Regions from separate parts of the Ovis aries genome. Here region 2 is linked to region 1. A link is a contact called in public Hi-C data. All regions are on one chromosome and are shown on one strand. Each heading gives the region's core, a stretch centred on a gene start, on an enhancer-like site or on the middle of the called end of the contact. The rest is flanking DNA. Distances are from core to core; before and after follow the strand shown. Region 1 has its middle 87 kb from the start of C3H12orf75. Region 2 holds the start of NUAK1 (NUAK family kinase 1).

The links. A called contact is a pair of places that touch in the nucleus more often than the background predicts.
Region 2: a Hi-C map of skin fibroblasts shows a contact between it and region 1, with 2.5 times the contacts expected there. The contact joins the promoter of NUAK1 here to the enhancer-like site in region 1. A contact is called at or near these places in 6 of 16 Hi-C or Micro-C datasets (hypothalamus, liver, muscle and 2 more).

The regions. Positions count from the first base shown.
Region 1 is chr3:174,515,936-174,521,319 of ARS-UI_Ramb_v3.0, forward strand. No RefSeq gene overlaps it. Among named protein-coding and RNA genes, the nearest start is that of C3H12orf75, 87 kb to the left of the region's middle. Within about 2 kb of position 3,131, at least 2 of the 54 cell types and tissues checked have an H3K27ac peak or open chromatin away from gene starts, as enhancers often do.
Region 2 is chr3:175,150,715-175,156,098 of ARS-UI_Ramb_v3.0, forward strand. It overlaps NUAK1 (NUAK family kinase 1), which reads right to left and starts at 3,132. Exons shown (of 7, transcript XM_027967685.3): 1 at 2,120-3,132. The coding sequence starts at 2,362.

The sequences.
Region 1 (5,384 bases), core at 1,881-4,380:
TTAGGAGTCCAGCTCCTTCCATGTTTTGGTTGAGAATGTGGTCTCTGGTTGGAGGAGATGAGATTTCCTTTATACGGGGCTAAGGAGGGGCTAAGGAAGCCCTTGTACTTTTTTACTTGGTTTTCTTTATTGACCAATAGTCATTGCAATCTTTCATTATCTTTTCTTTTTTTTCCCCAAAGCATACATTGTTCTCCAATAACAGCTATTCAATTCCATTGTCCCTAACGACTCTTTCCTCCATCTTTGGCAAAAGCCCAATATGTCACACACTCTAGGACCATTTCTTCCACTAGTATCCCATTCTATTTCACCATTGGTGGAAGTTTGACCAGTTTCACTGCTATCTCCCCTGTGGGGCTGAATTAGCTCTGTGTATCAACAGTAATGGACTGCCCAGGTAGCTCAGTGGTAAAGAAGCTGCCTACCAATGCAGGAGACACAGGTTCGACCCTGGGTCGGAAAGATCCCCTGGAGAAGGAAATCCTGGAGTAACCCACTCCAGTATTCTTACCTGGAAAATCCCATGGACAGAGGAGCCTGGTGGGCTATAGTCCATGGGGTTGCAAAGAGTCAGACACGACTTGGAGACTAAAGAACAACCACCACAGCATCAACAGTAGTGGGGTTCTCATTGCCTGTCAGCTGGCAGGTGATACAGCCCTAGAGTCCATTTTGGCATCTGTTTTCCCAGATTACTCCTGGCATTATCTATCCACAGGGGGCAGCTAGTGGCACAGAGATTAGACTGTGTTAGGTCTACTGGGGGGTGTGCTCAGGAGGGGCACCTGTGGTGGAAAGAAAGGCACCGGACTGAGCAGAGAGAGGAGTTCGACAGAAAATGAAATGGTTGGATGGCATCACTGACTGAATGCATGCGAGTCTGAGCAAACTCGGGGAGATGGCGAAGGACAGGGAAGCCTGGCGTGCTGCAGGCCACGGGGCCACAAAGAGTTGGACATGACTTAGTGACTGAACAACAGCAACAGCTTCCACAGAGGCCTCAGCTGACCGTTGAAGAACCTGAGAAGCTGGGATGACTGGTCAGACTTCGGGTCTCAAATGTGGGCAAGAGACTAAACGTTTGTGTTCCCACAGCAACCAGTTACGACAGCAGGCTGCTGCCCCTGGGAATGAGCATCGTCCTTCAGTGAGATGGTTTTCTTCGGGAAAAAAGGAGCAGTTTCTCAGAGGGCTGATAGCTGAGGGACCTCAGCCAGCAAAACGCCCAGCAGTGGAGGGAATATGAAAAAAAAATGGCCACAATATTTTTAGAGATACGCCCATTAAGAAGTGGAGTCTGTTTTCCACCCCTTGAATTTGGCTTGGCCTCATGACAAGCTTTGGCCAATGGGACTAGAATCCCACGTGATACAAGAGTCTTGAAAAGTGCTTGCCTACTGGGGCTTGTTCTTCTTTTGCTGTTGGGGACCCTTCCATTGGCATGTGGAGAAGCCCAGGCCAGCCCCCCTGAGAGGAGAGAGGCCCTATTCAACGCAGTGAGTCCCAGACATGTGACATCCTAGCCCATCCAGGCCCGGCCAGAGGCCCACATGAACCACCTAGCAGACCCACAGGATCAGGGAAAATGATAAGTGTTTATTACTTGCAGGCATTAAGTTGTAGGGGTCATTTGTTACACAGCAAAAAATTTACTGATGACTAGGGTAGCAGGAACCTGGCACTCGATCTGACCAAATGGGGAAAATGTTTTGGGATTTGGCAAACATATATGGTTTTATTTCCCTTTCCCAGGTTTCTAGATTTCTAATAAAACTCTAGCCAAATCCATATGCTTTTCAGAGCCTTTACAAAGCACTCTTTCAATTACCCTTCTCAGCTGAGACAAGGGAATAGAAGAGGCCTTTACCATTCATATATGCTAAGAAAAAAGCTTGCTTTCAGAGCTGCCAATGTTGCAGAACAGAAAACACAGTCACGATTGGAAAAAAACCAAGGACTGCTATTTGATGATAAATGTTCTAAAGATAGCAATCTGTTGATTGTTCATTGAATACAGTTTTTGGAGGAGCATTTGAGGAACTGATGCAGTGAATGAAGTGGAAATGTGCTCAAATGAAAAAGAAAGATCAAATCAAAAGAAAACATAAATCAAGCACCTTCCAGTTGCTTATCGGAAAAATATTTTTATATTTTTCATAGCACACACTTGCTGCCACTTGAAAATATTTGTTAAATGAATACATGGATAGTAGGATGTACTACCATGTGTGAGAAATGAACTTTCCTCTTGCCCCTGCTTCAAGCTCTTGGAGGGATCACCTTGGCATAAAATAGAGGCGTTGGGCTCAGTGATCTTAAGATTTCACTTCCCAGACCCCATAGATCTCCACTCAAATTCTGGGGCTGCCATTTCCATAAATATGTTTGTCTCCTCTCTATTCCTTGATTTTTCCTTCTGAAAACAGAGATTTGGACCATCTAGAAAACCTAGGTTTTGGGATTCTCCATGTGGTAATGGAATGTACCAGGAGAAAATGATCTGGATTTTCTTCTTTCTTCAACCTCTAGCAACCTTTCATGTGACCTGGGCCAAGTTATTCAAACACTCTGTGCCTCAGTTCCCAAATCTGTGTAATGGGACAATACTACTACTTGTAGGGTTGTGGGGAGAATTAGGGATAATGTATGTAAAGTGTCTGCAACATAGGTGTTAAATAGCTGGACATTATTTTATAATGGGTATGTTGCAGACTGCTATAGAGGTAAGGAGAAAGAAAATTTGTATATTCTAATAAACTTTGTGAAATCTGGTATTTCTGATTTTATTCATAATTGTCAAGTGTTGGGCAACCCCTCTGGACCCATTCAGCCTCACATCTTTATTTAGAGTTCTGAATTCTGTCTTTTTGACTAGTCCCTCTTCCAAACCCTTGCGGGGAGAAGCTACATTTCTTAAGCTGCTAAATCAAATGACAGTTGCTTTTTATTCCATGTGTTTCTCATTTCAAAATGTTGTTTTGAATATTTTCAGCTACTAAGCATAAACTCCGGTTGGTTATGTTTTGCCTTATAATTGATTTTTTTTCCTTCTGCACATTTCAGATGCCTGCTTTTGGGTTTTGCATTATTCTGTGGTTTCCCAGTCATTCACCCCGCCCTTTAATTGCTCCACCAGCACTTAGTCCCTGCTGCCTGCCAAGGCCGTCTCCCCCTTTTCCTAATATTCCCTGGGTTCTCCCCAGGGGTTGTTCCTTAATCCAACGAGCTCTCCAATGCTTTGCAAAATTGAAAGTCCTCTGTTTATCCTGCCCCCTCCCCTCAATGTTCGTGGCAGTTATCTCACTTGGGCTTCCATTTCCTGCTCTTATTCTTGGCCCTCTGCCAGCCATCACACATTCACATGAAATCCTGCCTTTCCTCACAGAAGGGAAAGGCTGTTTCCATTCATGGAATGCTCACTGGCCACAAAGATGCTACACCCTAGCCACAGGCAGGGTGTCCCGGGTTTCCTGACATGCCCAGGGCCAGGTTGGAGGACGGTGGTCCCAACAGTTATCTACAGTAAAGGCAAGTCAGGCTAGAGAACAGTGTGGTCTTTGTGGGAAAGGGGCGAGAAAATGGGCTGTCAATTCTAACTGACCTGGATTTTGGACCATGTGGTATGACTGAGCCTCAGTTTGTTCATCTGTGAAATGGGAATCATAATTCTACCCGCCTCACCACCTTCTCTTGAGGGTCATGAATGAAAAGGGTCATTTGGGCCCAGAAAATGGCATTTGCTCCATAAGGATTTTATTTCCCACCCTCCCCCTGCCCTGCCCTTTATTAGTTGCTAAACTCTTCGGGTTCAAGTCCCAGCAAGCAAAAGAATGGTACCTCAAAGAGGTTCACTGAAGAGGGTATAATGAAGATGATGTAAAGCAGTGGTCTCCAACATTTTTAGCACCAGAGACTGGTTGCATGGGAGATTTTTCCACAGATCTTGGGAGAAAGGATGGTTTTGAGAAGATTCAAGCACATTACATTTATTGTACACTTTATTCCTATTATTATTACATTAATTCCACATCAGATCATCAGGCATTAGATCCTGAAGGTCTGAGACTCCTGCTGAGATTGATGGAGGTGTGGGCAGGGTTGAGAAATGCCCTGGGATCAGCAAGAGCCAGAAGCCGTAGCCTTTGCTGATGGGCAAGTCAAGGGCTTGAGTGCTGTAGCTATGATACAGGATCAGGGCAGACTGGCCCTTGGAAAGAGTCCTGGGGTCTCAGCAAACTCTCACCATTTCCTTCCCTCTTTCTCAGAATCCTAGATTTTTAATAAAAGCTGGGAAAATCCAATTTTTTTAAAAAAATTAAAGTGGTTGGAAAGGAGTTGTGACTCCAACAGAGAAATGCAGCCACTGTTAAAATTATCCCGTCTCAGGAAGTGGGGGGTTGGTCACACAACCCTTCTCTCTCTTGCTGCCCATGCCTTCTCTTGGCTGACCCCAGCTGGAAGCCAGAGGTTGAGGGGTCCAAAGGATGAAGTCCAGTGTGTGGCCTCCTGGTCACAGAGAGAGGCAGAGAAACGGAGAAAACGGGCCAGGAGGAACAGAATCACCTTGCCATGTTTCACTGAAGAGTCACTCCAGTCACTCTGTTCAACGAGTCTCCGTTTCCTGTAAAGTGGGCATAAAACGAGCCTGCTGATCCACCTCCCGGGGCTAGAACAAAGATCGGGTGAAAACGTGATAATCACTTACTGTGCATTGACGTCTCTTCTTCATTGGCTTCATCTCACTCAATCCCAACACCCAGGGATGGTGGAAGGCAGATGGACTTTGTATTAAGGAGTGGGGCTCAGCTGAGCTTTTTAACTGTGGCATCTCCATCAAGGAACTTCACTCTCTGAACCTCCCTTGCTGTCTTCCTTTGGGTAACCCCACAAGCGGATCCTGAGACAAGTATTTGAGTGAAGTGGTTTACTTGGGAGCTGGTTCCAGGAAGCATAGTGTGGGGAGTGTGGGGAGTGAGTAAAACCGATAGCAGATCTCGGTCCTACAGGGACCTCCTGGAGACTGTGTGGGAAACAACCCTGGATTGTTCTGCCACTGGGTGAGGTGCTGGACTGCTTATCCACTGGCTCCCATCCCTTGTTGGCTGAGGGTTGCTCCTGGGGTTTCAACTCCATGGGCCTTCCCGGTAGCCTGTATTTGGGCAGAGGAAACTCAAGCAGCCAGAGAGACACAGGAAGTCACACTGATGCCCTCCAATGAGCCAGGGGGATCTGGCTGGGGGACCGACTGCGTCTGCTTGGGTTTCCTATGTTAATTCATGGGGCAGCTGTGAAGATTAAATGATTAATGATGAAATGATGCAGTGTCCGCCAAGAACCTGACCCATAGTAGGTATCTATAAATAGGAGGTATTCATAAGAAG
Region 2 (5,384 bases), core at 1,882-4,381, 630 kb after region 1:
CATAATCTTTGAGTAAAACAAGAGATTGAGCTGTAATGAGTAGCACAATGGGAAACTGAACGGAGGGCTGGACAACAGAGCAGGACTCAACAGCTTGCTGCTGTGAAATGAGCCTCTTCCGTTCTCAGGGCGCCCCCTAGTGGCCATTCGATTAAATTCCGAAGGAATGTTCAGAGTTGCTGCAAATAAAGGGAGAAAGACACCCACCACAAGAGAAAGGCAGGCTCGCGCCTACTGATGCAATCAATCCCTTTCGCTCTATCCTAGTCCGTGGATCAGACAGCTATCAGAGGGAATACCTGAGGCCCCAGTGAAGCTCAGAAAGATGTCTGCCATAAGACAAGTTTTCACTCTTGCAGTTGGCGGCAAGCTACTCAGCCTTCCGGAGTCTGTGCCCCTCACAGATCCCAGACACACCCTTACCACTCAACCCCTCACAAGCTCACATCCTCAACCTGCAGCTCCAACCGCGTCTGGTTTTCATTACTCCGCTTTCGAACTTCCCAGCGTGATTCTTCAACAGCTATTAAGACAACATGAGCAAGGAGCTAGGCTTAGGTTTTGCTTATTCAACATCCAGCCTGGGGAATATCACCTCAGACAAAAAGCATGAATGAAGCGCACGTTTCTCAGCCTCCTCTTCCACAGACCTTCAAGTGTGCTCCTCAAAGGACATTTTTGCATCTCCTCTCGAAAATTTTCAATCTACAAAAATGGCACCGGCCCTCTCGACTACTTGCTATAGATTTTGTAGATAGGAGACAGCTTTAAAATACTATGTACATTCTCTCAAATTTCCAGTTAATCGATAATGGACTTTAATTTTTAGGATTTGGGATAAAGCTGTATCAACCCAAAGAGTGAAGCCTAGAATGAAGGAATCATCCAGATAAACCAATATTTGAGAACTGAGCTGGCTGAACTTTCTAATTGGTGCCAGGTTTTGTCCACAGAACTGTCACTGCACAGGTGCAAAAGAAAAACACTGACATCAACCCACCACTTACTTATTCAGCAGCCCATTTTGCTTTTCCCCTGTGATCATTTGTTAAGTTTATAAGCAACCCTGGGCCCCCAAACACCCCTCAAAAGTGTCCACAAGGAGTTCCATAATTACTTCCTGACTTTGGCCCTCAATCGATTAAAATCCATCTGATATGCTGAAAATCAAAGAACCATGTTAATTTTCTGCCACACACCACACAAAATCTTTCTGCAATAGTCAGTCACTTTGAACCCAACCCTCTAGCCACAAGCAGCGTGGATTACAAGGGCCTGTTCTGCAGAAAGGAAAATGACAACAAGCCAAGGTCGGGACAATGCAAAGACTCCAAAGCACTCAAGATGTTACTTGGGGTTGAATAAACGGCCTTAGGACCCTGGCAGGGTTACAGCTGTCACAGAGTGGGGCGGCTAGGTCAGACCCCTTACACAATACAGCAGTCTTGCAGCCGGGGCCTGAAAAGCAATTGAATCTGCAACTCAGGGTGGCTAATCATGCCCTAGGCATTTCAGTCCTCCCAGAAACCAGCAGCAAACTGTCACAACCCTCAGGCATGAGGGTTGAACCTTCACTTCTATTCCCTAACCTTCTCTCTTCAAAACAGGCAGGAGTCCGTCCTCCCTTGCAGCGACCTCAGCACCGCGGCGACAGGGACTGGAAGGATGCAGGGGAGGGGGGGGGGGGGGCGGGGGGGCTCATTCATCTATAGGATACGGGACGAGGCGAACCAGCTCCGAACTGCGGATGTGGCTCTGTGTGGAGTTACAGCAATAAGGCATTCCAGGGCATGAATGCGTGCCCGAGAGGGAGACCCCAACGGTCCCGATGGTGCAAAGTGTTTGCAAATCATAAACACTACTTTGCTGCCGGGATCAAAACCCCCAAAATATGCGCAGACAGGATGTAACAAGTGTTTCGGGAGAAAGACACGCCTGAGCCACGGGGGGCTGGAGCCGGGGGTGGGGGGCGGTGGTGAGAGTGAGGAATCTGTCTAGGGGTTCCGGAGAAGCCCCCTCTCGGACCAGAGACCCCCCTCTGCGCCCCAAACCCCGTCGCGTGAGCGCTGCGTCCCCAGCCGCGTCTAGACCGAGCCCGCCGGGTTTCCCCCCAACTCACCACTCGGCCCGAAAACCTCTCGGTGGCCCGCTTGACTTTGCCGTAGGTGCCTTTGCCCAGGGTCTCCTGCAGCTCGTAGCGGTGCTTCAGGTTGTGTTTGTGGTGATGCCGCTTCACACCGTGCGGCTTCCTGGGCTCCGGGCCCGCCGCCGAGGGGGCTGCGATCGCACCCGCCTCCGGCGGAGAGCCCGGCGCCCCCGGCCCCAAGTCCGGGCCGGCCGCGGGCGCAGCGGCCCCCTCCATGTCCGAATGCGGGGCGAGCAGGGCCGGAGAGGGCAGGACCGAGCACGGCGCTCGCGGTGTCGGGGTCCCAGCCGAGAGAAAGCTGGGCGCGCTCACGGTCGCCCCCGCAGCATCGGGAAGGCGGCCGGCTCCCGCCGGGGCTGCGGCTGGGTCACTGGCGGCGGCGGGGACTGCACATCTGGCGCCCCGGGCGCGCACGATCCGCGCACCGCCCACCGGCCGCGGCGAGCTGCGGCGCGTCGGGCGAGGTGGCGGCGGTGGCAGGGGAGGCGGTGGTGTTCGCAGGAGGGAGGGGAGAGGGGTGGCCCCGAGCGCAGGAGGGGGAGTGTTATGTGGGGCGCCGCGCCCCCAGACCCCTCCCCGGGAGGACGCGCAGACTGGGCGGGCGCGGGGGCGGGGGCGGCGCGCGGGCCGGCCCCCGGGGAGGGGGGCGAGGGGCGGCGCGGCCGGGGCTCCCCCCCAACTCCCGCCCGCCTCCCGGGCCTGGGGCCACCCCGAACTGGGAGGGGGATGGAAGCGTGTCGCGACTCGCCCTTTGTGCAGCGCCGGCTAGGCCGCGCCGGCGGCCAGGGGGCTTTGTCCTCGCTCGGCTGGGAAAGAGACGGGGGGGGTTCCCAGCCCGGGCGCCCCCTCCCCCGGCTCGCCCGCCGCCGCCGCCGCCGCCGCCGCCGCTACCGCGGGCTCGCCGCCGCCGCCGCCTCCTCGGACTTCGGCTCCGGCCGCGCGGCCTCCCTTCCTGCTTGCGCCCTGGCTGCGGCGACGGCGGCGGCTCGCCGAGCCCCGGCGCCGGGTAGACGAGAGCGCTCGGAGCCGGGGGCCCCCGGGGCCCGCTGGCGATCCGGCCGGGGGCGCTGCGGGCTCGGGCGCCCCTTCATTTTCTTTTAGGTGTCGCCGCGGCCGCCAGGCCGGAGACGGGGAGAGGCTGGGGGAGGGGAGGCGCGCGGGTGTTGGGTTACAGGCGGTGAGTCACGGCTCGCCCTCCCCCGCGGCGGTGCGCACCCCCTCGCGCTCAGCCCAGGCTGCCGCCCCCGCCTCGCAGACCCCCATCCCGGCTGGCGAAGGGCTGCTCTCCCGGGCCAGGGTCGGGGCAGCTGGGCGCCCCTGAAAACCCCGAGAGGCGCGTTGACCTCGGCCCCGCGCCCTCGCCGGAGAAAGGCGAAGGCGGGGAGGAAGGGAGGCTCCGAGGCTGAATCTGCGGCCGGTCGCCGCACTGCCGCCCTCCGACACTATCCAGGACTCCCGCCTGGGAGAGGAGATTTGGGTCGCTAGAGGTGCCTGGATGCAGCTGGGCGCCTACCCTGCCCGCCAAGGCTGTGTTTGGAGATGGGCAAACCAGGGACCTCGGATGGAGCAGGGCCTGAGACTGGCTAAGCCAGGGGCGACAGGCAGGCCGCTTGGCCCCTTGACCGTTTGTATTTCTCCATTAACTGAGATGGCCAGATCCTGGAGATGGTACCCAGTACCCCACCCCCACAAGCGAGGGTCAGGCAGGAAGGCCTACGACGGTGGCAAGGCTGCCACCTTCTAAGAAGCAGCAAGGGAAAATAAGGAAGAAAGCAAGAGAAAAAGGCGCTTCGGGAGTTTTTTCAATAGTGTGGTATACCAGACTGGGATGGGAAGAGTGAGGGGTGAGGAATGTCTGGTGCGTTCTGCAGATGGCCTGGTGGTTCATTTTTTCCCCAGTGAGCCGGACTTGCCCTTACTCCGCAGCTCTCAGGTTCAGCCCTCTGCATTCCTGCTGTCTTCAGGCCTGTCTATGCCTTATCACCTTACCCTGGATCCCGCAACAGCACGTCCTCCCTGCAAGTCCCCTCCGCAGTGCCAGAATAATAGCCTGTAACATTAGTCACCATACGTGTCCTCCACCCTTGCAGGGTCTCCCTGCCTGCCTCCTGCAACTATTCTGCTTTTATACAAAATCTGTAGACTTTGCATATGTAGATTAGAGAGTCAGTATAAATAACAGGCAGGTTGAGCCTGGCTTCCCAGTGGCTAGGCTGTGTGACATTTGTCAAATGACAGAGCTTCGGTGTTTTCTTGAAGTGTAGATTACTGGATCTGTTTTACAGGTAAACGGATCATGTCTACAGTGGTAATTAAAACTGTTAACCCTGGGTCTTTCCCTTCCCAGGGACGTGGTGTGCTGTGCTTAGTCACTCAGTCATATCCAGCTTTTTGTGACCCTCTGGGCATGGGATTCTCCAGGCAAGAATACTGGAGTGGGTTGCCATGCCCTCCTCCAGGGGATCTTCCCAACCCAGGGATAGAACTGAGGTCTCCAACATTGCAGGCAGATTCTTTACCATCTAAGCCACCAGGGAAGCCCATGAATATGGTAGGAATCCACTACCCCATCTCTTGAAATTAAATGTGGCCATGTCACTTAGACCAATGGAATGAGAGCAATGATGTGCATTGCTTTTAGGTGGAAACTTTGAAGGACCAATGGGTAAATGCCCATGTCTTGACAATCCTGAAAATGCAATGTTGGCAATCACAACAACCATGAAGTACAGAGATAGAGCCTCCCTCATCCAGCCTGGGCCTCTGTAATGATGGCAGAACTGGCCCAAGTAACCTGCATTGTAAAAGTAGTGTGAGCAAATATTAAATATGTGTTAAACCAGGGAGATTTAGCGGCTGTTTGTTACAGCAGCATAATCTAACTTATTCTGGCTGATGGTGATCCTCCCCAGTGCCTAGGACTTAATCAGTATCGAATAAATAGCACCTACCATGTGCTGATCCTATTTTATGACAGTAAACTGTTTTCAGTTGAGGAAACCATATCAGAAAGGTTAAGTAATTGGCCTGAGATTACACAGGTTGTAAATAGCCACGCCAGGAATTAAACCCTACCTGTCCAGTTCCCAAGCGTGTGTTCTTCCACATATGCTGTTCTACCTCTCCTTAATCGGGAAGGATGGAAACAGTACAATGCCTGGCACAAAGTCATGCCCGAGAACAGGGAGTTCCTCTCCAGACTGAATTCCTATCGCATTTATAATTGGAACCACACTTT